Regions from separate parts of the Mus musculus genome. Here all the other regions are linked to region 1. A link is a contact called in public ChIA-PET, HiChIP or PLAC-seq and promoter capture Hi-C data. All regions are on one chromosome and are shown on one strand. Each heading gives the region's core, a stretch centred on a gene start, on an enhancer-like site or on the middle of the called end of the contact. The rest is flanking DNA. Distances are from core to core; before and after follow the strand shown. Region 1 holds the start of Disc1 (disrupted in schizophrenia 1). Region 2 holds the start of 4930566D17Rik (a long non-coding RNA gene). Region 3 overlaps Sipa1l2 (signal-induced proliferation-associated 1 like 2). Region 4 overlaps Sipa1l2 (signal-induced proliferation-associated 1 like 2). Region 5 holds the start of Ttc13 (tetratricopeptide repeat domain 13). Region 6 holds the start of Trim67 (tripartite motif-containing 67).

What was found. Promoter capture Hi-C pulls out the DNA fragments that hold promoters and counts their contacts. ChIA-PET counts read pairs in DNA pulled down with a chosen protein or histone mark. HiChIP or PLAC-seq counts read pairs in DNA pulled down with a chosen protein or histone mark.
Region 2: a contact with region 1 is called in a promoter capture Hi-C map of hippocampal neurons, with 4 times the contacts expected there. The contact joins the promoter of 4930566D17Rik here to the promoter of Disc1 in region 1. A contact is called at or near these places in 3 of 39 promoter capture datasets (the 3T3-L1 cell line, hippocampal neurons and pre-B cells), 1 of 484 Hi-C or Micro-C datasets (the HL-1 cell line), 6 of 115 datasets of contacts at active chromatin or transcription factors (astrocytes, cardiomyocytes, embryonic basal ganglia and 3 more) and 1 of 9 other capture datasets (macrophages).
Region 3: an H3K4me3 HiChIP or PLAC-seq map of bone marrow-derived macrophages shows a contact between it and region 1, with 4 times the contacts expected there. The contact joins the enhancer-like site here to the promoter of Disc1 in region 1. A contact is called at or near these places in 5 of 39 promoter capture datasets (the 3T3-L1 cell line, liver and pre-B cells) and 4 of 115 datasets of contacts at active chromatin or transcription factors (bone marrow-derived macrophages, embryonic basal ganglia, embryonic forebrain and 1 more).
Region 4: a promoter capture Hi-C map of stem cell-derived epiblast-like cells shows a contact between it and region 1, with 2.1 times the contacts expected there. The contact joins the enhancer-like site here to the promoter of Disc1 in region 1. A contact is called at or near these places in 6 of 39 promoter capture datasets (the 3T3-L1 cell line, cranial neural crest, hippocampal neurons and 3 more), 2 of 484 Hi-C or Micro-C datasets (the HL-1 cell line and cerebellar granule neurons) and 3 of 115 datasets of contacts at active chromatin or transcription factors (bone marrow-derived macrophages, memory CD8 T cells and microglia).
Region 5: an RNA polymerase II ChIA-PET map of memory CD8 T cells shows a contact between it and region 1, with 12 read pairs. The contact joins the promoter of Ttc13 here to the promoter of Disc1 in region 1. A contact is called at or near these places in 1 of 39 promoter capture datasets (the 3T3-L1 cell line), 1 of 115 datasets of contacts at active chromatin or transcription factors (memory CD8 T cells) and 1 of 9 other capture datasets (adipose tissue).
Region 6: an H3K4me3 HiChIP or PLAC-seq map of embryonic stem cells shows a contact between it and region 1, with 29 read pairs. The contact joins the promoter of Trim67 here to the promoter of Disc1 in region 1. A contact is called at or near these places in 2 of 484 Hi-C or Micro-C datasets (the N1E-115 cell line and embryonic stem cells) and 2 of 115 datasets of contacts at active chromatin or transcription factors (both in embryonic stem cells).

Annotation. Positions count from the first base shown.
Region 1 is chr8:125,052,551-125,056,258 of GRCm38.p6, forward strand. Disc1 (disrupted in schizophrenia 1) reads left to right here and starts at 1,645. Exons shown (of 13, transcript NM_174854.2): 1 at 1,645-1,734. The coding sequence starts at 1,680.
Region 2 is chr8:125,520,300-125,524,007 of GRCm38.p6, forward strand. 4930566D17Rik (a long non-coding RNA gene) reads left to right here and starts at 2,033. Exons shown (of 3, transcript XR_003947612.1): 1 at 2,033-3,013. All of the region lies in intron 1 of Sipa1l2 (signal-induced proliferation-associated 1 like 2), which reads right to left.
Region 3 is chr8:125,496,767-125,500,474 of GRCm38.p6, forward strand. The region is part of intron 2 of Sipa1l2 (signal-induced proliferation-associated 1 like 2); the gene reads right to left. Among named protein-coding and RNA genes, the nearest start is that of 4930566D17Rik, 24 kb to the right of the region's middle. Within about 2 kb of position 1,930, at least 59 of the 459 cell types and tissues checked have an H3K27ac peak or open chromatin away from gene starts, as enhancers often do. A contact at or near this core is called in bone marrow-derived macrophages, where this site is marked.
Region 4 is chr8:125,458,786-125,462,493 of GRCm38.p6, forward strand. The region is part of intron 10 of Sipa1l2 (signal-induced proliferation-associated 1 like 2); the gene reads right to left. Among named protein-coding and RNA genes, the nearest start is that of 4930566D17Rik, 62 kb to the right of the region's middle. Within about 2 kb of position 1,811, at least 94 of the 459 cell types and tissues checked have an H3K27ac peak or open chromatin away from gene starts, as enhancers often do. A contact at or near this core is called in bone marrow-derived macrophages, memory CD8 T cells and stem cell-derived epiblast-like cells, where this site is marked.
Region 5 is chr8:124,719,870-124,723,577 of GRCm38.p6, forward strand. Ttc13 (tetratricopeptide repeat domain 13) reads right to left here and starts at 2,103. Exons shown (of 23, transcript NM_001373939.1): 1 at 1,868-2,103. The coding sequence starts at 2,093. It overlaps Arv1 (ARV1 homolog, fatty acid homeostasis modulator), which reads left to right and starts at 2,297. Exons shown (of 6, transcript NM_001368372.1): 1 at 2,297-2,473. The coding sequence starts at 2,315.
Region 6 is chr8:124,791,308-124,795,015 of GRCm38.p6, forward strand. It overlaps Trim67 (tripartite motif-containing 67), which reads left to right and starts at 1,712. Exons shown (of 10, transcript NM_198632.2): 1 at 1,712-3,598. The coding sequence starts at 2,594. Gm46059 (a long non-coding RNA gene) reads right to left here and starts at 1,080. Exons shown (of 3, transcript XR_001778718.2): 1 at 1-1,080.

The DNA of each region.
Region 1 (3,708 bases), core at 395-2,894:
ATAATTTTGTAAGTTTTAAAACATTCATTTTCATTTTGTGTATGTGTCTGTCTGTCTGTCTGTCTGTCTGTCTGCGTGATGGTGACAGGGATAGCTAGAAGAGGGTGCCTGATTAGTCCTCTGGAGCTGCAATTGCAGGTAGCAGTGAGCTACTCAGGATAGATGCTGTGAAACTGAACTCTGATCCTCTGCAAGAATGCTATGTGCTCTGAACTGTTGGGCCAGCTTTCCAGCCCCTGTTTTAAGACAGTTTATGTTATATATTCAGAGGTATGCCTAGTTATCCTCGGGAGTGAGTCAGGTAGACCTGAGAGTGTTTATGGCAGGCTGGCCAATTCAACTGTATTTACTACGGAGTGCCTCCTGAGGAGGAGAGGCGTTCCATTCGTTTTAGCTGACCACTTCAGATCGATCGCAGGCCATCACTGAGGGGAGTCAAGGCAGGAACCTAAGGCAGGCCTGCTTGCTATAGCACACAGCATTAACCTCCAATGGAGAGCTCACTTCACTGCCAATCAGGTATAGCAGGAACCACAGAGGACGCTGTTTGCCAGCTGGCTCGTAGATGGGCTTCAGCTCACTTAGCTTTCTTGGATAGTTCGAAACCTAGGTAATGGTGCCGCCCACAGTGGGCTGGGCCTTCGAAGGCCAGTTAACTGTCCAGACCTTTCTTACAGACGCGATACGGGCCAATCTGATCTAGGTAATCATGGACTAAAGCTCTCTGCTCACAGGACCCTAGGCTATGTCACACTGACAGGTAAAGCAAACTAGGATACCAACACAGTGCCTTTTTCAACCCTGTTACCCTACCCACTGCACTAAATCCTGACTCTGCTCATGTCTTTATCAACTTCAGCCGCATCCGCCCGTGCTTACCCGAAGGTTCCTGGTAAGAGGCAACTGCTCTGGCCCACCTTTCCAGCACCTGGTCTTTTTTCTAGGGCCACAGGCTCCTCCCTTCCAGCACGCACTCTCCCAGGCTTCTTCCCACTGCCCCATGCTCCACCCACAGTCAGGTCTCCGGCTGACTCCATGCAGTTCAGTTTTGTAGGTTTATTTTTGCCTCGGGGTCCAGAGGCGAGGTTATGACGGGCCTAACCCCTGACTGGCACTTCCTGTACCCACTGTCCTGTAGCAGGTGCTTTGCTGAAGCAGCCAAAGGGAAGGGATGGGGGAGGTGAGCCAGCTGCCAGGAGCTTGGCACAAGCCAAGGCTTGTGCCGTGCTCCTGGCCAGCCCCGTGCTGCCAGAGATTCGATTCTCAAGTCATTTTTAACAGCTGCTCCCACCCCCCCCGACCTGTCATCTGTCACTTTCCTTCGGCTTCACCGCGACTTGGTAGGAAGAAGTCCCTCTCTTGACCACCCCGCCTTTTACTCCCAGGGTCTGGGAAGCGCCCAGTCTTTCGGTCCCTGGCCACACTGCCCCATCACACTTCCCCTCCTTGGTTTCCTCCAAGTGAAAAGCAAAACTTTCTGCGCTGCGGTCTGGGAGCCGCGAGGGGCGGCGCGCGCGCGCTAGCGAGGGGCCGAGGCTGGAGAGGAAGCGGCGGTCCTGGGCAGGAGGAAGAAGCCAGCCCTCGGCTCGGCCCCCTGCCCGTTTCCCGCCGCCTCCGCGGCCGCCGCTACCACCATCACCACCACAGTCACCGCCGTCCGGGGCGCAGCCGGCCGCACGATGCAGGGCGGGGGTCCCCGGGGCGCTCCGATCCACAGTCCGAGCCACGGCGCAGGTAGGGCCCGGGGTTCTGGAGGAGGGCGAACGAGGCCTGCCGAGATCCGGGCGCACCCTGATGCAGGGGAGGGAAATCGAGGCAGTGAGCGGGGAGTGCAGGGTGCGGGCGGTCGTGTCCCCAGCTCCCACTGCAGCTCCCGTCCAAGCGCGTCCCCGTCCCGAGAGTCCGGCCGCCCTGAGGCGCAGTCGGCGAAGGGCGCGCCCGCACTCCTTCCTTGCGAGGTCCCGGTGGCCGCGAAGGTTTCCGCAGCGCCCAAGTGCAGCTCGATCCCAGGACTCCCTCGGGTGGCCGGCGCAGACGCTGCGGGGACGCGGGGCGAGGTTGAGAGAGGTGTGGGAACTGCAGCCCGCACCTCCCGTGGGGCTGCTCGCCGCCCACTTCCGAGTGTGGACTGTGACGCGCAGGGCAGCGCAGGCTGAGGGGACCCGCTCCATTTCCTCTGTCAGCTTGGGCCACGTACCAACCCCGGTGATGACATCGAGTTAAGTGGGTGGCCGCTTTTCAACCTCAGCAACTCACTGTCAGAAACCCCAAGAAAAGAACGTGATGGCACACGCCTCTTTTCCTAGCACTCGAGAGACAGGAAGACTGTGGAGACTTTCTAATACAATCTGGGCTACAATAGTGAGACTCTATCTCAAAAACCAAAATCAAATCAGAACAATGAAAAATAAAACAAGCACGGAGATCTGCTCCAGACTGGGCTTTGCAGTTTGGGCGTGTGCTGTGCCAAGGAGAGAAGGCAAAGGACTTAGGAGCTTCTTTTGGCTCTTGGAGCCTCAGTTTACCCATCTGTGAAAGGAGCACTAATCACTAGCTTCCCTACCTCCTTAACTGGCTTCTATGAAGACATTTTTGCAATTGGGAGTTGGAAAATACAGGGTTGGTAGGTGGGTGTAGGGTAAGAGTCTTCTGCACCCGCATCCTGGACTCGGGAATGCCTTAGTTTTTCAATTTGTAAAATGGAGCTGATTTTCCTGCCTACGTGGTAGATTTTAAAAGGGGTTTAATGTGGTAGGAGGACATGAAACCCCTGGCCAAATCTCTGCGATACAAAGCAAATTCTCAAAAATCTCTTAGTTGCCCAGGCTAGCCTTAAATCTGCTGCCTAGCCCAGGCTGGCCTCCAATTTGCTAGCCTTTGCCTCCCAAGTGCTGGGATTACAGGTGTGCTCCACTACGCACGGGTCCTTAAGTATTATTTTGACCATGCAAGACCTAAATAATCGTGGGCAATACAGGAATGCCAGTGTGACATGTTAGTGTCTGAGTTACAGGGTATTTGAAAAGACATTTGGCACCTGACATGGAGACCGTTGAGGTTTAGCCAGGATTCTGCCCACAGCAAATAGAGCCCTGGATGAGAAACCTGCTTTCTGAGCTGTCTCTCCAAGTCTCGGGCTTTCTCTTCTGTTTATAAGAAAGAGAAAGCACCTGGGCTGTAATTATTACCTTAGCCCTGAGAGTGCTGCCCTGGGATGGAGAGCAGAACATCTGGAACTGGGGCAGGTGACAGCCTACAGGCGACAGGTGCCACTTTGCAGAGAGTGCATGGGCCAGGCACTTGGTCCTGCCCTTTGATGAGGTCCCCCTCACACCGGTGAGGGGCTGGTGCTACCATCCTCATCTTCCCTTGGATGTGGCAAGGGTTGGAGTCACCTGCCTGTGGCCCTGGTGGTTAAACAGGGACTGGGGCTCAAAGTCAGATGCAGGTGTCTCCAATTACAGGCTGAAGGGAAGGTGTCAGGTGGAGCCCAGGCTGAGCGTGGACCTTTGCCTGGTCAAAGGTAATACCTGGTCTTCTGTTTCTGCCGTTTATACCTATCTTCATCTATCTATCTATCTATCTATCTATCTATCTATCTATCTATCTATCTATCTATCTATCTATCATCTATCTATCTATCTATCTATCTATCTTCTATCTATCAATCATCTATCTGTATATCTTCTGTCTCTATCATCTATCTTC
Region 2 (3,708 bases), core at 783-3,282, 470 kb after region 1:
TCACTGTCATTTCAAGAAGTACTTTGAAAGGCGTATTTATCTGTGTATGAGTGTGTTGCCTACATTTATGTGCATAAGCCAGAGAGGGTGTGAGGTTCTGTGGAACTGGAATTACATTGTTGTGGGCCACATGTGGGTGCTGGGAACCTGTTGGTTTCAAACCCAGGATGAATGGCTGAGGTGCTATTTAACATATGAAAGCAGACACTGGCCACCAGGTTTCCCAGCATTCCTCAGTTCCTAGCTGCTAGAGGACCCTTCAGTTAACCAGGACCCTGCCCCCTACCCTGAACTCTCCAGCCTAGGGAGCTGGGCTGCTTTCCCTACATAATCCAATCATTTTGGTTACCTGCCCTCTTTGTTCCTTTCGGCCTCCAGGCTGTTGTACCTGGTTCCCTCTCCCTACAGAGCTCAAGGTCATGTCTACCCTTGACTCTCCCATATATCTGTAATAGACTTTCTCCTCCATCATACCTAGGAGTAATCATGTACCTTTGCTCGCTCGCTCTTTCTTCCTTCCTTCCTTCCTTCCTTTCTTTCTTTCTTTCTTTCTTTCTTTCTTTCTTTCTCTCTCTTTCTTTTTCTTCCTTTCTTTCTTTCTTCCTTCCTTCCTTTCTCTCTCTCTCTCTCTCTCTCTCTCTCTCTCTTTCTCTTTCACTCATTCATTTAGAACCTGGACCCTTATCACTGACCCATTTCTCCAGCCTTAATAAATACTCTTAAAACGCCTGAGTTCTAATTCTACCACAGGAAACAGCAACACGAATCAACCACATCCCCCAGCAGCCTTTATGATCACAGTCACTTCTCAGTGTTGTGGAGGCAACACCAAGACCAGAAGGAGAAGGGTGTTTCAGATTACCCTGTTAAATCACAACTGCATCTGGTGACAGTTCCGATACTGTTTACAAACTCACACCTACCTACGGTAAAAGGAAAGGGAAGGAAAGAAGGGAGTGGCAGAGTCCACAGGCCACCCTGCTTCCCTGGACGAGGAACCTGGTGCTCAGGGAAGCACTTCCTTCTTGGTTCTTGGCCCAGGCTGCAGTTCTGCTGGAAGAGTGCTTGCCTAGCACGGATAAAGCCCGGGTTCTGTTCTGAACCTCGGGAAGCAGTGCACCTGGAATTCAGCACTCAAGGGGTGGAGACAGGAGGTGGGGGCGGTGGAAGACTATGAATGAATATGAATTGAAGTCAGACTGCTCCTCAGATCACAAGCTTCTCCATCCACAACTTATATTTCAGAGCAGTAGCTATAAGAACTGCAAACTAAAGCTTCCTAAAATCCACACTCCTGTATGATAGCGCAAGGAGCCAAGATGCAGCAAGGAGGGAATACTGACCAGAAGGAACCCAGGAGCACGAGCAGGCTTCCAGCAAGATGAGGCAGCCCGCAGTAAGGAGGATCCCCACCGACCTGCTCAGAAGCGGCCGTGCTGACGCGGTACCTTCATGAACCACTCCACTACGACATGAAGACAAGCTTATCACTTATGCAGAAGGCTGTCACTGGCCTCTGCTTTAGAAAACCGACCTTCCTCAGTCTGCCTCCATCTTTAGGAAGCGCAAAGCAGCTGATGAGAAGTCACTGAAGCCCCTCGGAGCAGCTGGGTTTCTCCTTCAATGAGCAATCGTTCTTGTTCTGAGGCTCAGAATCAGAGGCACAGGCAGCAGGTCCCTCAGCCTTGCCATGGGATCCAGGATTTGCATCCAAAGAACTTACAGTGGCTCTAGAGCAGTGGTTCTCAACCTTCCTAATGCTGCCACCTATGATACAGTCCCTCCTATTGTGGTGACCATAAAAATTATTTTTATTGCTACTTCATAATTCATGAAAATTTGCTACTGTTATGAATTGTAATGCAAATATCTGTGTTTTTCCCGGTCTTAGGCGACCCCAGACGGGACGTGACCCACAGGTTGAAAAAACACTGCTCTAGCAGTGTCTAGCCACTCTGACAACAGCTCTCGTTCCAACTGACCCAAGTGTCCTTTGATGGGTGAATAAACAGTGTGACCCATTCACACAATGGAATGTTATTCAGCCTTAAGGAGGAAGGGAATTCTGACGTCTGATGCATTATGACTGAAGCTCCAGGGCCACTAAGTGAGATACATGAGTCACAAAGGGACAAAGGCTGAGACAGACCATTTCTCTTCCATGGGGTTCCAGGAATAGTGAAGACTCAAAGCAGAAGCAGAATAGATAGGTTCAGAGGGAGGAAGATAAGGAGGTTGCTTTAGCAGGTTCAGAATTCTAGTCTTATGGAAAACCACAGACAGACAGACAGACAGAACGGCTACATAAATATATGAATTTACTTGATAATGCCTAACGGCTTATGTTACAATATAATGACCCCCAACACCAGAATATTTGTGAAAGATTTCCTATCCAAGTGTTCCCTGGCCTGTCTGTCCACCTATCACAGCCACCAGTTCCCACAGGCAGCCCCTAGCTTCTAGCCATTGTAGTAGGACAAGAGCACACTGCGTTGTGATGTTCTCTGCCACTGAGGCTGTGCAAGAGGACACATGGAGCCGTCACCAGGGAGACCTATGCGGGAGACATGACTGCACTGCGAATAACAAGTATCTCTTGCGAACACAGTATGACCTTCCAGACCTTAAGAGAGAGGCATTTCTGAAGCATCGCTGTTTTCAGAGATCAATATTCCAATTTTCCTGTAAGGAGGGTTCTGTCCTCATGTGTCCTCGTGTGCATGTATTATGAGACCCCAACACAAACTCGAAAAGTCTGCTGCTAATAGTCAGCTTCACACGGCACTTCTGGGTTACTGTCTGTATTTTATGGTGAGGCCCCTACAAGATGAACATTATGAGAAAGCGCCTTTCCTTCCCCTGACATAGCAAGCATCCCATGAGAAGCAAAGCCCATTCTTTCAGCTGCTTTTGTTTATGGCCAGGAAAGGAAGCCACAGATTCTCTGAGTAGCATCAATGAGGACTCTGGAGCCTGGCCACACTTCCTCCTTCACAGGTGGCTTAATGAGGTAAGGGCTCTGTCTGGGCTGGGAAGTGGGGGAGGGGAGCACCTAAAACTGGGTCTTCCCCAGCAACTGTTATGTACTGGAATGCAAGGGAAGGGACAGGAAGATCCGCATTCCTAGGTCTGTGCTGGGGACACCTCACAAGATGCTCTGCACAGAAACAAGCCATGCAGACATGCCCCTCCCCACACCTTGTTCCTACCCGCAGGCTTCCTGAGGAAGTGCGGTTCTGAGGAAGTGCAGCCAGCACCAACACACAGTTATTCCTTGTAGCTCTCCCGCCAACGGTGAGAAGACAACCTGCTGGTATGCAGGGAAATCCAGCATCTAAGCAAGGCTATGGTTTGGTTTGGTTTGGTTTGGTTTTTTTCTTTAACAGTAAAATTCTTGGGGCTGTGTAGAGTGCTTGCCATGTAAGCTTGAGGTCCTGAGTTCGATCCCCAGAACTCAGGAAGAAAAGTCAAGCATGATGGTGTGCTCCTACAAACACAGTGCTGGGATTTAGAGACAAAGAGACAGGTACGGTCACTGGGGCACACTATCCAGACAGCCCAGCTGGATTGTTGGACCCCAGGCTAGTGGGAGACCTTGTTTCATAAAATGAAATGAACGGAACTTAAGAAAAGACACCAAAGGCTGACCTATGCTTCCATACATCTGCATGTTAAGAACATAGACATGTACATACACACAAAATG
Region 3 (3,708 bases), core at 680-3,179, 440 kb after region 1:
CTCAAGGACAAACTCAAGGACTGGGAACCTGAGAAGGACTGGCCCTCAGCTCACAGCCTAGGTATTCATCAGAGAGGGACAAGACAGAACCACAGCACTTGGCTGCTTTAGCACAATCGTCAGTACGTAAGACACATTTCCCCATCTTCCACGAGACATCCGTGAGTCTTAAAGACCAATACTGTGCTTATAATTGAGCCTCTTATCAGGCCTGCAGCTGTAGCAAATGGTTGAAACCCACAAAATGCACACATTATGAGTCCCATTCATAGAAAAGAGTGGTTAAAATTATATAGCACATTGATAATGCAAGGATAACTGTGTGGGGAATGCTTATTCTCCACAGCAGAATCCAATCAGAGCATGGCTGGGAAATGCAGGAGAAACAAAGGTACCCCACTTTGACCCCCGGCCGGCCGGCCCCTGTGGCCAAGAGGACAAGAACGAGGCTGTGGCCTTCTCTGAAGGTCTATCACCTGAGCCATGCGATGTCCAGTATGCTCAGCCTGCTATCATAGGAAGTCAAGACCAAATGTTCATCAAACAGCTTTCAATGCACTTGCAGATGTGTAGTGACCTGAGAAATGGGTTTTTATATCCACCTGACTGGACTTGGAATCACCTAGGAAATACACCTCTGCTCCTGCCGCTGAGGGGATTTTCAGAGAGGTTTAGCTGAGGAGGGAAGACCCACCTGAAATGTGGGCAGCAGCGCCCCATGAGCTGGGTCCTAAACTGAAGAAAAACAAGGAAGTGAGCTGAGCACCAGCATTTACGTCTCTGCTTCTGGACGAATGAGACACAATGTGACCAACTGCCTCACAGCACAGCCTGCCTCCCCACCATGATGGACAGTACTGGCCAATGAGTTAAAATTTTCCTTAGATTGGCTTTGTCAGACATTTTGTCACAGCAATGAGAAAAGTAGCCAAGACAGCTATTATTAAATAGGCAAGTTTAATCAGATTTAACAACATTTTGTTAAATCTGAGCAGGAAAATAAGTGCTTCATTCAGAGACTCTTTAAACCAAACCAAACCAATACACAGATCTGGTAGCAACATTAACATGGCCACGAAAATGCAGAAAACAGGATTCTTCTCTCTGGAGTTTTATGATATGGGGTAAGCTACACATAGCTTCTACCTTGGTAGAAAGATCACACTGGCATTAACTCCACAGTTCCTTAGGCAAGCCTTGTGTTACTAGGGGAAGGGGTGGGGTGGGGGATTTTTCCCAGTGTGGGCTTCAGGACAGCAGAGCCCCAAGATACACTTAGGATGTTTTCCACCAGAGTTCAGGACTTCATGATGAACCCTGAAATATTCAAACCCTAGAGAACCCCTTATATGAACCCATGATGTACAGACTTGGAGGACCAAAGTAAACAAGGGAACTTGAACCACAGGTCTATCAGGTGGGATGCTAGGATGATTGCAGACCATGCACCAGCTAGTTCCACATGAACAGGCAGGGCCCCAGACTGTTACACAAATTGTCCCCCACCTTGCTGCCCCATACCCCCTACGTCCCTTCTCACAACTGTGTCTGGCCCTGGGCTGGAACTCATGATCAGCTTACATCTATCTAAATCTATGAGGCTGCAGACCCAGGTGCCAGGGTAGAGCAGGGAGCAGCATTATGACACGTGGGTCAGACTCAGACTCCCTGTTTGTGTCTTTGAATTGCCTGCTGGCTCCTCCTCCTTCGGGGGCCTTCTGCAGATGCTCTGTCCAGCTCTCTATCCCTGGCTGCCTTCTCTGAACTCTGAGTGCATCTGGGAGGTTCCACACACTCTCTGACGCTGACAAGTCGGCCTTTACTCACAACCCAAAAGCTCCGCACTCCACGCTTCCCACCTGCACTGTGACTGCTCATGCTTACGGTCCAGCCTCTTCAGGCTGCGCCCAACACTGCCACCCAGCAAGCTCTCACACAGATCATCGAATCCACATCCAACCACAGCCGTCAAGCTCACCACACAGTCTTCCTCTGAGTCATGCTTCCCTTCCCTCCCTGCTTCAGCTGCCACCTAGTTGAACCCTGTCATATTCCCTTAGAATAAAGCCTGCTTGATTCAGCCAGCACGGAGCACTGTACCTATCCCAATCCTTGCCAGAGCCTGGGCCTCCCGCCTCTCTGTTCACACGGGCTACTTTATGTTATCATCCAGGGCATTTTGCATGCTTCCTACCAAAGACTCCGCAAGGCCTTCTCCCCATCCTTGTCCACGTGTCTGACCATTTAAATCCTACATACAGCAAATCTTTCAGAAGTTGCCTCTGTGGCCTGTTCTCAGGCCTACGATCAAGTCTTCTTCAATATGGATGGTAAAAATCTAATGGGGGAAACGTTTCCAACAAAAGACACTAGATGTGCTTATGCAAAATATGAAACTGGATCCTACCTAACTCCACATATAAAAATCACTCGGAAAAAAAAGATTAAATAGAAAAGTGCAAAAACTATAAAAGTCACAGAAGACAACAGGTCTGGGAGATGGCTGGGAAGGAGCTTGTCCTGCAAGCATGAGGCCTCGGAGCACTCTCATAAAAGCCATGCTTCTATGTGGCACATGACTTACACCAGGGGTGACTGGGGGTGTGGAGACAGGAGGATCCCTTGGCCCAGTGGCACTGAATGGGTAAGAGATCATGACTTAAACATTATGGAGGAGAATGATTGAAAAAGATGTGTAATGTTGACCTCTGCCCTACACACACACACACACACACACACACACACACTATAGTTCATGGAAGCTGAAGTGTGAGTGCAGTCTTGGCATTGGCCTCCTGGATAGAACACCAACAGCACTGTCAACCCAAGACAATGATTGGGAATTGGACTTTGTCAAAATCGGGAATGTTTGTGTATCCAGAAGACTGCAGCAGAGTGAGGTAGGCAGGTAGCCCTGGCAGGGGAGGGCACACCTGGGAACAGCCTTGACCTCACTCAGGTCAGGGTAGAGGCCCAAGGTGTCTAACCACAGCAGGAAGCCTCTCTCCTTGCCAGCAGGTCCTAGGGCCTCTCTGGGAGTTCCTTGCCCTCACATGTAAGTGGTCAGTGGTAACTGGGAGCCCCATGGTCACCATCTAAATGGCCTTAACCTCATAAAGACGGCACACCGTGACAGGACACAATCACTTCCACCCACAACACCCGCTGTGATCCTGCAGGAATGAGCAGAATCACCAGACTGCAGGCCGTTCGTTTTGGGGTCTGATAAGTCCAAAGACAGATAAAAGAGTGTTTAATAAAGGGCTCTAACATCAAGGGGCTGCCTCCTGCTCACCACAGAAAGTACCCGAATGCTTGAGACGCATGCATAGCATATGCCTTTTAGGCCTCTCTAAGCATCTACTGTTTAATCTAATTTTCCCCCATGAAATGTCTGGCTTTGGCTTAAATTGAATCAGCATTTCCATTATAAATCTCTATTTCCACGTTTTCCGGGTTTGACTGTAAAATGTCTTTTGTATGAAATCTGACACGGGCAGCAGCCTGAATTTTAATGCTTTTCATTGGCAAAATGTGTCCTCCCTGCCACCCCCCTGCCAAAATCAGAGTCACAGTTTTTACAAGTCAAACCCCTGGACACATGACTACAAGAGAAAGAGAAACCCTGAGCAGATCCTCCAGTGTCCGGTTCCTACCTCAGTTCTAAAACACTTGTACAGGCTTCTATTAATACCAACCACCCCAGGC
Region 4 (3,708 bases), core at 561-3,060, 410 kb after region 1:
TTGTCACCACTTAGTTAATTGTTCACAGGTGCTCCTGGGAACCCAGTGCCTCACCTCATGCAGCACATATCACATATTCTGTGTGTCATGTGCGGTTGTGAGGGACCAAGGAAGTCACCATTTCTCAGAGTTTTCTCAGAAAACTCAAGAGCAGAAAAAAATGTTTTCTGCATTGTAACACTTGTATGTGATACAACGGTTCCTGGTATCTACAGATAACGAAAGGTTATCTAAGAAGGCCACACCTAGTTGTCCACCATCTAGGCCACAGGTAACCAACCTGGCTGGCATGGGATGGCTGCCATGTTGCCCCTGCACTCCTGTTATCGAGCAGTAACAGCATCTATGTAAACTGTAAGATGGAACTGGCCAACAGGAGGGTGATGGTCTTACAAACTGCTGCACAATCTTTGTTATCAGGGAAAGGGGTACTGCTTCAGTTAACAAATCACTCACAAGAAAAACTGTGTAATAACACCGGGCAGACTAAAGGGACCCAACAGAGTGGAGACGAGGCTGACTTGTCAACAATGCAAGTGATTGGCAATTTCTGCCATTGAGTTGTTGGGAATTCTAGTGGAATGAATTGAACCAACCAACAGACAACTGCATGGATGGACAAGTGAACAGAGAATTAAGGAATAAACAAATGGATGCCAGAGAAAGAGAATGAGAGAGTGATGAAAACACGCAACCCGGCAATGGCTCTGGGATTATGGGCTTACCACGCTTAGAGCGCAGGTAATCACTGCACTGGCAGGCATGGCAGGCATGGCAGGACTGAGCATGTGTCAGGTGGCTGGGTGGCCGCTAGAGCTTCAAGTCCTGAACAGTTTCAACATTTCACACCAGGACTCATTAGAGGGTTGGTAAGACAGGAATAGATACAATAGCCATTTTACTATCTATACAAATAAAACAAATTAGAACTGTAATCTAAAATCTCATTTGAGTCCTCTCTCTCTCTCTCTCTCTCTTTCTCTCTCTCTCGTGTGTGTGTGTGTGTGTGTGTGTGTGTGTGTGCGCGCACACACACACACACACACACACACACACACACAAGCTGTTAAAACAGAATTTTCTTCCTGTTTCTCATTTCCCATTCTTCCCTCTTCCTGTACTTCAGGGAGTCAGGCGACAGACAAAGGCATGGTGCACGAAGCTTTAATTTTATAGAACACTGTGAGAACAATCAGTTTGGCTCTAGATAACCCATGGAAATCTCTGCTGCCCTGTGTCACATGGAAATGTGGACCCTTGTCAACAAAGCACAAAGAATCACAGGAGCCAGATGTACAGCCTGGAGTTTCATTTCCATTTTTATTGGACATATTTACTAAATTCGCAATGTGTGGCAAGTCATGCATGGCTCTGGAGAGTCATTACTTCTCAGACAGCGGCCTTTGAAGGATGCCTTTCCCCTAAAATGTCACTGACTGAATGCGAGGGTTAGGGGTGGGGCCTGATCTTTGAAAAACAGAAAAAGATCTTTAAATAGAACAAAACCAAAACCCAACAACTTTGTGTGTGTAAATGTGGGTGGGTGGATGCATGTGGGCCACGGTGCCCATATGAAAGTCACAGGACAACCCTGGGTGTCTATTCTCACGGTCCACCTTGAAACGGGGGTCGCTGATGCACAGCAGACTGGCAGGCCCTGAACTTCTGGGGCTTCCTAGCTCTGCCTCCCGTCTTGCCAGAGGAACGCTGGGCTTCCAACCTCCCAGGGCTGCTCTCCTGTGGGCCTAGGGATCTAAACTCAGGTCTGCATACTTCCTGGCAAGCCCTGCACCTACTTAGTAATCTCAGTCAGAAAGACCTTAATCAGGCAGCCCAGGGAGTGGCAGCACTTCCGGCCCAGTAGCCAGAATGAGCCCATTCCTCAGCTCATTTCCATTTGAAGAGTCATCCCCGGTGCTCCGGGTCGCTCCCGAGATGGGCTAGAATTTACTCAAGGGTCCTGGCCCAGCAGGAGATTCCTTAATGAGCTTCCCCCACCAACTCCATCAAGAAACCAAAAGTGGCCCTGGTTTCTTTCAACTGGGAGCAGGGTGGAGGCAGGCAGCTGGACTGTCCTTGAGGCTCAGAAATGACTTCAGAGCAGGCGTGGCTTTTGATTCACACAAACACACCAGCTCCACACAAGACTTCAGTCAACTCTGTAGTGAAGGGTGGAACCAGGCAGGCATCACTGACCTGAGGACAGCCAGAAGTGCCCATTAACCTGAAGGCCCCTCAGGCTGCAGGAGGAAGCAGATGGGTTCTCAAATTATTTCTCACTGATATCCTGTAAGAGTATTACTGAGCTAATCTATCTATCTATCAATCAACCTATCTATCTATCTATGAATGAATGAGGCACTTTCTCATTCAGAGAGGCACAGCACTGAGGTAAGATTCCTTATAATTAGCTAGTTTTGCCGTGTCTGTCACCCTCATAGAACTTGCACAGAGGCCCACTACATAGTAAAAAATCACACAGATGTGTGCACATGCACATAACTGCTCATTTAACTCCTTTCCTTCCTGACAGGCTCTAAGAGCCAATTTATGAAAGAAGATGGAGGTAATTTTCCACACCACAAATCAAATGTGATGTCAGAGCCTCAGGCAAATCCTGTATCCTTAACTATAGGACCATGAAACCAATGTAAGCTGCCCTTAAAGAGAGTTTTCAGTTTTATTTAAAAGGTTTATTATTTATTGGTGTGCATGTGCATGCATACGTAAGCTGGGAAAGCAGCTTGGTACTTGCCTAGCATTCCTGAGGCCTCTAGCAACATGCACACAGGAGCATGTGTGAGACACATACATGAACTCCCTCTTTCTAACATAACAGAGTACTACAGGGCCTGACTGTACTGGGGCATGGCTGGGACACCCAGAGCAGCACTTCCTGCATAGCTAAGAGCTGGTGTGACAGGGCTGCAGGCAGAGGACTTCTGACTACAGCACATACCATTCTCAGGGCCCATCCCCATCAGAAGTGAAAGTGAATCAGGAAGAATGAAAACACTAACTTTAAAAAAGCTCAATGGAGAGTCCTGCTTGATGTGTGCTGGGTTGGTTCCTTCCCCAGAGGTGAGAACAGAGAGAGGGCAGCTGAGCAATGTAAGGAGAAGACTGTGTGCTCTGGGAAGGGCATCAACAAAGGCGAAGTCTCTGAATAAATATCCTGGCTATTTTCAATTGCACTTAAAACAAAGAATTAATTATAGGCAGATCCAGGCAGATAAGAAAGCCTCTTTGGAGGAAAAACATGCTCTTGAGGAAAAGACAGCAGCAAAAACATCCACTCTGTAGTTTTGTTTATTTGTTTTAGCTGAAAAACAATTCAATATTCCTTAGGAAATTCTATTCTTTGAAATCATGTGCTCAAAATACCAGGCATAATGAGAATGTTACTATTTTTATTATCTAACGTTCTTAAAAGCTTCTAGAGTTTCTTACAGAGCAACAGCAGACCAAACCTATATCAGGTCTGGAAACGTTTTCACTCATCTCTGCAGTTGTCTTGTCTCCAGGAGAAACTGAAGACCTGACCCTTGCTGACAGAGGAGGCACACATCTGTATTCCCACCACAGATGCCCTTAAAAGTTGCTGTCAAAGACGTTCACTTACAGGCCACGTCAGCTTCTATTCTAGGAAGGCCGAGAGGAAGCTTAGCTCTTACTCAATTTGACTTTTGTTTTATGAAATAGTTTTTT
Region 5 (3,708 bases), core at 853-3,352, 330 kb before region 1:
AAAGAAAAAGAAAAAGAGGAAAGCAAGAACAAATAATATAGCAGGTAGTTTCTTCTCCTAAAAGAGTAGGATTATTCTCTCAGGTCTGAAGCAGGCCCAGGGGTTAAGACCCAAGTTTGGTTCCTAGCACTCACAATCACCTGTAACTCCAGCTTCAGGTGATCAGATGCCCGCTTTGGCCTCTGCGGGCCTCTATGGCCACCTGCACACACCTACCGCCCTCCACAAAGACAAAACTATAAGTAAATCATATTTAAAAAAAAACAAAACAAAACAAAAACAAAAACAAAAAAACCTTCTCATGGGAAAATAGGATCGAAAACATTGCAGAGACACATAGCATCCTTGCAGGTTGGCCAGGTTCACTTTACCCGGGACCAGCAGGGCCAGCCATTGCTGACGGACACCTCCAGCCTGATCCACTTGCTCTCACTGGAACCATTTTCTCCTCCACCATAGGGGGTGCTGCAGTGTGAGACTGAGCCTGAGCAAGTAAGCTGCACACTGAGACCCAAGCAGGCATCTACCCCTCAGCAACTGGCACCTGAGAATAACGCTGCAGCTCTTTGCCCCAAGTCTAGAGTCTGGCTTGACGTGGGCAGGTAAGAAAGTGACCACGGTATTCCAAAGGTGCCCTCGTGGTGAGGTCAGACCTGTCTGATTTGTGAGACCTGAGAGGTTCTGGATATCTAGAGCAGACCATTGTGTTGGTGGTATGGGGGCTGTAAATACTGATGAGAATAGCCCCTCGGCTATGACACGCTTACTTGCCTGTCCTGAATTTGTCCCCACAGTCTAGGACAGGTGCCTGAGGTAAGCGTCACAGAGTCCAACTTCCATGTAATCGTCCAGGATTGGGACAAACAGAAGAGAGGCATTTCCTACTAAGAGCCTTTGGTGGTTAAGACAAAATCTGTCTGTAAAGTTGAGCATGGAAGCTCACACTTGTAAGCCCAACTTGGAGGGTTTGTAGAGAAGGATCGTGGTAAATGCAAGTTCAAGGCCAGCCTGGGCTCAGAGAGACCCTTTCTCAAAAACAAAACCTCATAGTCAAGTAAACGGAGTCTCCTATTTACAGACAAGTTCACAGACAGGTAACCCCCTGCCCTGAATCAGGAGGTGACATTAACAATGGTCATTCGATTCACTAAGGAATGCTGGCCACATCAGCTGCAACAGTGTTGGGAGGCAAAGCCAAGACACAAAATAAGTCCAAAAGCCATTCCAAGAAGTCAGATGGTGCTCAAAGGAAGTCAGATTGCACTAATCTTGAGACTGCATCTCAGCTAAGAAACTAGGTAGTGTTTGGGTAGGCATATGGTGCTGAACATTGGTGGGATGTTTTAAAAGGCATTATCAGCCAGCTGCTACTAGGTATAGAAGACCCAGACCTTCCCCACGGCAAGTCGGAGGGACACCCACTGAGGGGAAGGGAGAGTGGAGAGGGTACTGATGGGTAAAAACGCCCACTGTACAACTCAAAACAGAAAGAGCATGTGCATTTTGCCCAGAGCCTGACCAATGAATGAGCCTGAGCAGCTGGAATGCACGCAGGAATCAGGCCTGAAGCTCTCTCTCTACCGTTGGGGGTACATCTGAGGAGCACGGGTCAGTGCTCATGTCACCCCGCAAATCCAACCTGCTTGCACCTCTCAAGATTGGATTCCTGAGGTGGGGATCGGGCAAATCACCTACCGGAGCAAGCAGAAAGAAGTCTGACTTCCTGGCCCGTGCACGCCAGCAGGCACCCTCCAGGCAGGTCCTTATCCCCGCCGCCCACCTGAGCCCATCCCCGGTGCCCCCACTTCCCAGATGCTTCCACGCTGGGCAGGGGCGGCCCAGGGAGAGGGCGGCTCGGCCCACTCACCGCACTCCGGGTACTGGTCCGCCCAGTCCCCCGACTGCGGACAGCCGCCGCCCGCCGGGGCCTCCTGCTGCTGCCGGTGCTGAAGCTCCTGCTTCAGCAAGGACAGCGGAGAGTAGTGCTCGGTGGCCCGCGCGCAGGCCAGCGCCCCCAGCAGCAGGAGCAGCGGCCGCACCACCGCAGCACCCAAGCTGCCCGAGCAGCCGCAGCCGCAGCCGGCAGGTGCCATCTTCCCGCACGGCGCAGGCGCGGCCCTGCTCTGCCCGCCGCGGGCAGGTGGGCGCGGCGCGCAGCCGCAGTACCCGCTGGGAGTTGTAGTCCTCGCCCTGTTAGCCTCAAGCACTCATTCAGCGCTTGGACTACAAGTCCCAGTAAGCCCTTGGGTGCCCCTCCCAAGGCCAGTCCAGGCGTCTTCCGCCAGCGGCCGGAAGCAGGAGCCCTAGAGTGGCCATGGGGACCGGCGGGCGTAGGGGGACGCGGTCCGGGAAAGGCACGGAAGGCGCAGCGGCGACTTCTTCCTCTTGCCTGTATCGTTGTATCGAGTGCAACCGAGAGGCTCAGGAGCTGTACCGGGACTACAGCCACGGCGTGCTCAAGATAACCATCTGCGTGAGCGCGCCGGGGGGCGGGGCGCGGCTAGGAAGGCGGATCCGAACTTGCTGTGGTCCGGGGCGAGGCCTGGGAGCTTGAGCACGTGGGGGAGGAGTGGTCCTTGTGATGGTGTGAAAGAGAAAGCAAGGATGTGCTTGAAGACTGCCTAGGCCATAGATGTTCTAAGACTTGTGGCACCCAGGAGTGGTGGCGCATTTCTATGACTCCAGCACTCCACTCGCATGCCAGGCAGGAGGAGAATCACGAGTTGGACTCCAGCCTCGATTGCCGCGAGAGAGAGAGAGAGAGAGAGAGAGAGAGAGTGTGTGTCTCAAGCGAATAAACGAGTGATGGAGAGAGATGTGATTCACTAAGGAAATAGGAATTGTAGCAGGAAGCGTGTCATTCTCTTGTTGATCCTGAGGAGATGGAAGCAGTATTTGAGGTCTGGTACTGTAGAGAGTTCTTAGAAGAAAACTGTGTCTTATCGGGGTACTTGTCAATTTAATAGTAAATAATACAACAATTTAACCGAAATGGAAAGCATTTACCACGGCCGGGGATGTTGCTCGCCATGTAGGGCAGCCTTAGATTCCGGCTCCAGCACCACGCCTGTAATCCCTGCAATTGGGAGATGGAGGCAGGAGGTCCAGAACAGAAAGAGAGGGAGGGAGAGAATGAATGTCTCTCTGTGTGTTTCCTCTTTATACTCTTAAGTGAAGGCAGGAGGAAGCAGTGGAGAGAGTTCTGGTGGGAAAGGACTCACTGATTCATCAGGTCCACTGATGGAGGAAGTCAGCGTGCTCCCTATGTGAGGATGGATGGACACAGGGTAGTAGAAGGAGGTTCTTTGGGTAGAGGTCACTGCCTCTCATTGTAACAGTCTTCAGATGGCAAGATGGCATGCTGTCTTAGCCTTCTAAACTGTCAGGTCCCTGAGGTTAGAGGATTGTGAGTGGCTCCAGGTGATTAGCTTCTTGGAGCCCATGAAGTTCTGGGGAAGGAGAGCTCTTGTCCTGTCGCATCTACAGCACGAACATCTGGCTGATAAGTGATACCGAAGGAATAGGAGGAGTTTTGTGTTTCCTGATGCTGGTCTTTCCCCTCCTGCTTCCAAATTTGTCTGCCTCCTTGTCCTGACATTTGGGATACTGTCCAGAAGTGGGATTTAGCTAGCTTTTAAAAGACAGAGAGGGACTTGCCATTTTAACAGTTTCTCTTGGCACTAATGGTGCATCTCTGGGCTTGGGGGA
Region 6 (3,708 bases), core at 462-2,961, 260 kb before region 1:
TGATACAGGGTTTCTCTGTATACCCTGGTTCTCCTGGAACTCGCTCTGTAGACCAGGCTGGCCTCTAACTCAGAGATTCACCTGCCTCTGACTCCTGAGTGCTTGGATTAAAGGCGTGCACCACCACCTTCCAGCTTCTTGAAGAGCTTTCAATAACCCAAGTTGTGACTCTCCTAGACCTTAGGATCAATAGTGACTTTCTGAAGAATTTCTTTTTTTCAGTGTATTGCTGGCAGGACCAGGTGACTGAAGCTTCATCTACAGAGAGTGGATTAGGACAGTTGCCGCCTCCATACCCACCCCCACCCCCACCGTGCAGCACTGCTTCCTGAAGCAGGGCTAATTGGGATGTCCGGTTTAGCAGGAGCCTACCCTTAAACATGGAGCCAGACTTCTGTAAGCCATTCAGCTGAACTGAGATGCATAGAAAGTAGTCCAGAGCATTTACTGTAACAATTTGGCACGGACACATATATATATTGTTATAGTATTTTCCAGACTGGACAGGTGGAAGCAAGCTGCAGGACCCCGGAAGTCCTGTAAAGATATGGGCTTCACTGGGGTGCTTTGCAATGGCTTTCCTGGTGACCTCCCTTCCACCAGAGGTTCTATCCCTTAGGCACAGAGCCAGGCCAAGGCAGCTGCCTCATTAGTCTGTGGCTTCATTTCTCTCCTCCTGCTATCTTTCCAAATGCTGACAGTGGCTGGGGCCCTGCATTCCTTCAGCAGGAGTCTGCGCCACGGTTGCTGTTTTTTTTTTTTTGTTTGTTTCAGTTCAGCAGAGTCTTACTATGTAACACCCAGACTAGCTTGGAAATTACTATGTAGCCCAAGCTGGCCTTGAACTCATAGCAATCCTTCTGCCTAGGCCTCCCAAGTGCTAGAATTACAAGCACGAGCCAGCACGCTGACTGACACATCCTTTCTAAATCGACAATTTCCTTGTCTGTTCCAAGCCAGCTTGAATCGCACAGGAAGAGAGGGCCGCGTGGTGCGCATTTCGCTCCACGCGCTCTTCCCTTCCAGGGCTCGCCCTTAGCTCTATGCCCAGCGCGTACTTCCTTTCTCTGGGCAGCCGGCACTACCCAGCGCAGAACAGCGGGCAGACGGCAGCCAGGCGCGCGGGCGGCGACGTTGCAGGAAGCTCCCATTCATAAAGAGAACACCTGCTCGCTGCCTCCCGCCTCTCCGCACTCGCGAGCAGCCTGGGGAGGTTGTATTTGGCAACCTTCACCGTGTCCTCGCCAAGTCCTCCGGCCCTCATCTTCCACGACTAGCCCCAGTAGAACCAAGGAGACAAAAAAAAAAAAAAAAAAAGGCTTGTAAAAAGATGCATAAATCAAACCTCGCCCTTTGGCGCGAGGCTGTCCGACATTTTGTGCCTTGAAAGCTTTTTGCGGGGAGGAAATAGATTTAGGAACCGACTGTCGCGCTGTGTTGCGAGGCCTTTTTCAAGCGACTGGCCTTTTAGGGACCGCTGTTTACGCTTTCATGGTGGCGAGGAGTGGGCAGGGCGGGAGCTGGCCAGGGTTGCTCTGGCAAGCTGGGCGGGGCGCCGTGCTAATTCACCGTGCAGTCTCCATCCGTAACGGAGCAGTTCTCCACAATGATCCTCCCCACGAAGCCCTCCGACCCGCCCCTGACTGCCAGCCGCGAGAGGCGAGCCCTCATTCGCTGAGCTGACGCCTGGCTCCCCGCCCCCCGCCCCGTTACTCTCGCTCTGGAAATTACAACTCCTGGGCGCGCGGCACGGCGGGCGGGCGGGCGCGGGAGGCGGTGGGGCCGGGAGGGGGATTCCCGAGCCAGCGGGTGCTCGCCCCCCACCCGCCGCTGCAGCGTGGCGCGGCCAAGGTCAGGGGCGCTGCAGGAACCGGAGCCGGCGAGGCCAGCCTGGGACGCTGCTCAATACCGGCCTACGAGGAGGCAGCTCAGAGAGCAGCGGCCCGAGCAGCGGTACGGCGACGGTCTCCGGGCCGGGGGATGCCGAGGTGGCCGCGGCTGCACAGCAGCCTGGCGGAGGATGCGCGCGGGAGGGGGGACGGGCGCGGACTCCGGGCCCATCCTCTCGCGGGCGCTGTCCGCCGTCTGGTGGTGCTGAACCAGCCCTGGCCCCGCCACTCGGGCACTGGCCAAGAGCTGGGTAGGGGCGGGGCGCTCGCAGAAAGAAGACTCGGGGCAGCGGCGCTGCGGAGTCGGGCTCAGTAGCCTTGCTGGCTCACAGCAGCGGGTCACTGGTCCTTCGTGGAGTGGAGGCACGAGGTACCCCGGACGGCGCTACTGCTGCCTATTCAACACCTGGACAACCTCGGAGGCCACCGCGAGGGCTCCCCGCCACCTTCAGACGGCTGCCTCCGGTGAGGGAGCCTCGCCTTCAGGAGGTGAGGACCCCTCCTTTCTCTGGCGGCCAAGCGTCTTAGGGCGGTGGCCTGAGGACAGAGAGGGGGCGTGCCACCCTCGGGTGAAGACAGCATGCCCGTGAAATACCCCCGCCTCCTGACTCAAGAGCGCTGACATCGCCAGCCCAGCTGCGCTTGTCTTCGGAGCCTTGACCATTCTTGGCTGGTCCCGAGCGGCTCTGGCCGCGGGCGCGGCGATGGAGGAGGAGCTGAAGTGCCCAGTGTGCGGATCCCTGTTCCGGGAACCCATCATCCTGCCCTGCTCTCACAATGTCTGCTTGCCGTGCGCCCGCACTATCGCGGTTCAGACCCCGGACGGCGAGCAGCACCTGCCCCCGCCGCTCCTTCTTTCGCGAGGTGCCGCCGCCGCCGCAACCCCTCCGGATCAGGACGCAGCCGCCGGCGCGACCAGCGGAGGCGCGGGAGCTAACACAGCCGGAGGCCTAGGCGGCGGGGCGACCGGTGGCGGAGACCACGCGGACAAGCTGAGCTTGTACAGCGAGACTGACAGCGGCTATGGCTCCTACACCCCCAGCCTCAAGTCCCCCAATGGAGTCCGCGTGCTGCCCATGGTGCCTGCGCCCCCGGGCTCTTCGGCCGCCGCGGCCCGAGGCGCCGCCTGCTCCTCGCTCTGCTCGTCCTCCAGCTCCATCACCTGCCCGCAGTGCCACCGCAGCGCCTCCTTGGATCACCGCGGCCTGCGAGGCTTCCAGCGCAACCGGCTACTGGAGGGCATTGTGCAGCGGTACCAGCAGGGCCGTGGGGTTGTTCCGGGGGCGGCTGCAGCCCCGGCGGTGGCCATCTGCCAGCTGTGCGACCGCACCCCACCGGAGCCGGCAGCCACTCTCTGCGAGCAATGCGACGTGCTCTATTGCGCCACCTGCCAGCTCAAGTGCCACCCGTCCCGGGGCCCCTTCGCTAAGCATCGGCTAGTTCAGCCACCGCCGCCGCCCACACCCCCAGAGGCTACCCCTGCTGTTACAGGCACTTCCACTGCCTCCAGCGCAGGAGGATGCAGGAGCCCAGGGGGTGCCGGGGCCAGCGCGCCGCGAAAGTTCCCCACATGTCCCGAGCACGAGATGGAGAACTACAGCATGTACTGCGTGAGCTGTCGGAGCCCTGTGTGCTACATGTGCCTGGAGGAAGGCAGGCACAGCAAGCACGAGGTGAAGCCGCTGGGGGCAACGTGGAAGCAGCACAAGGTGAGCGTCGGCTGTGCGGAACGCCAGCCAGGGTGGAAGAAAAGAGATTCTCTGAACCCCTTCTTGGTGGGCTTGAGGGCCAAACAGGAATCACTCCATCCATCCATCCA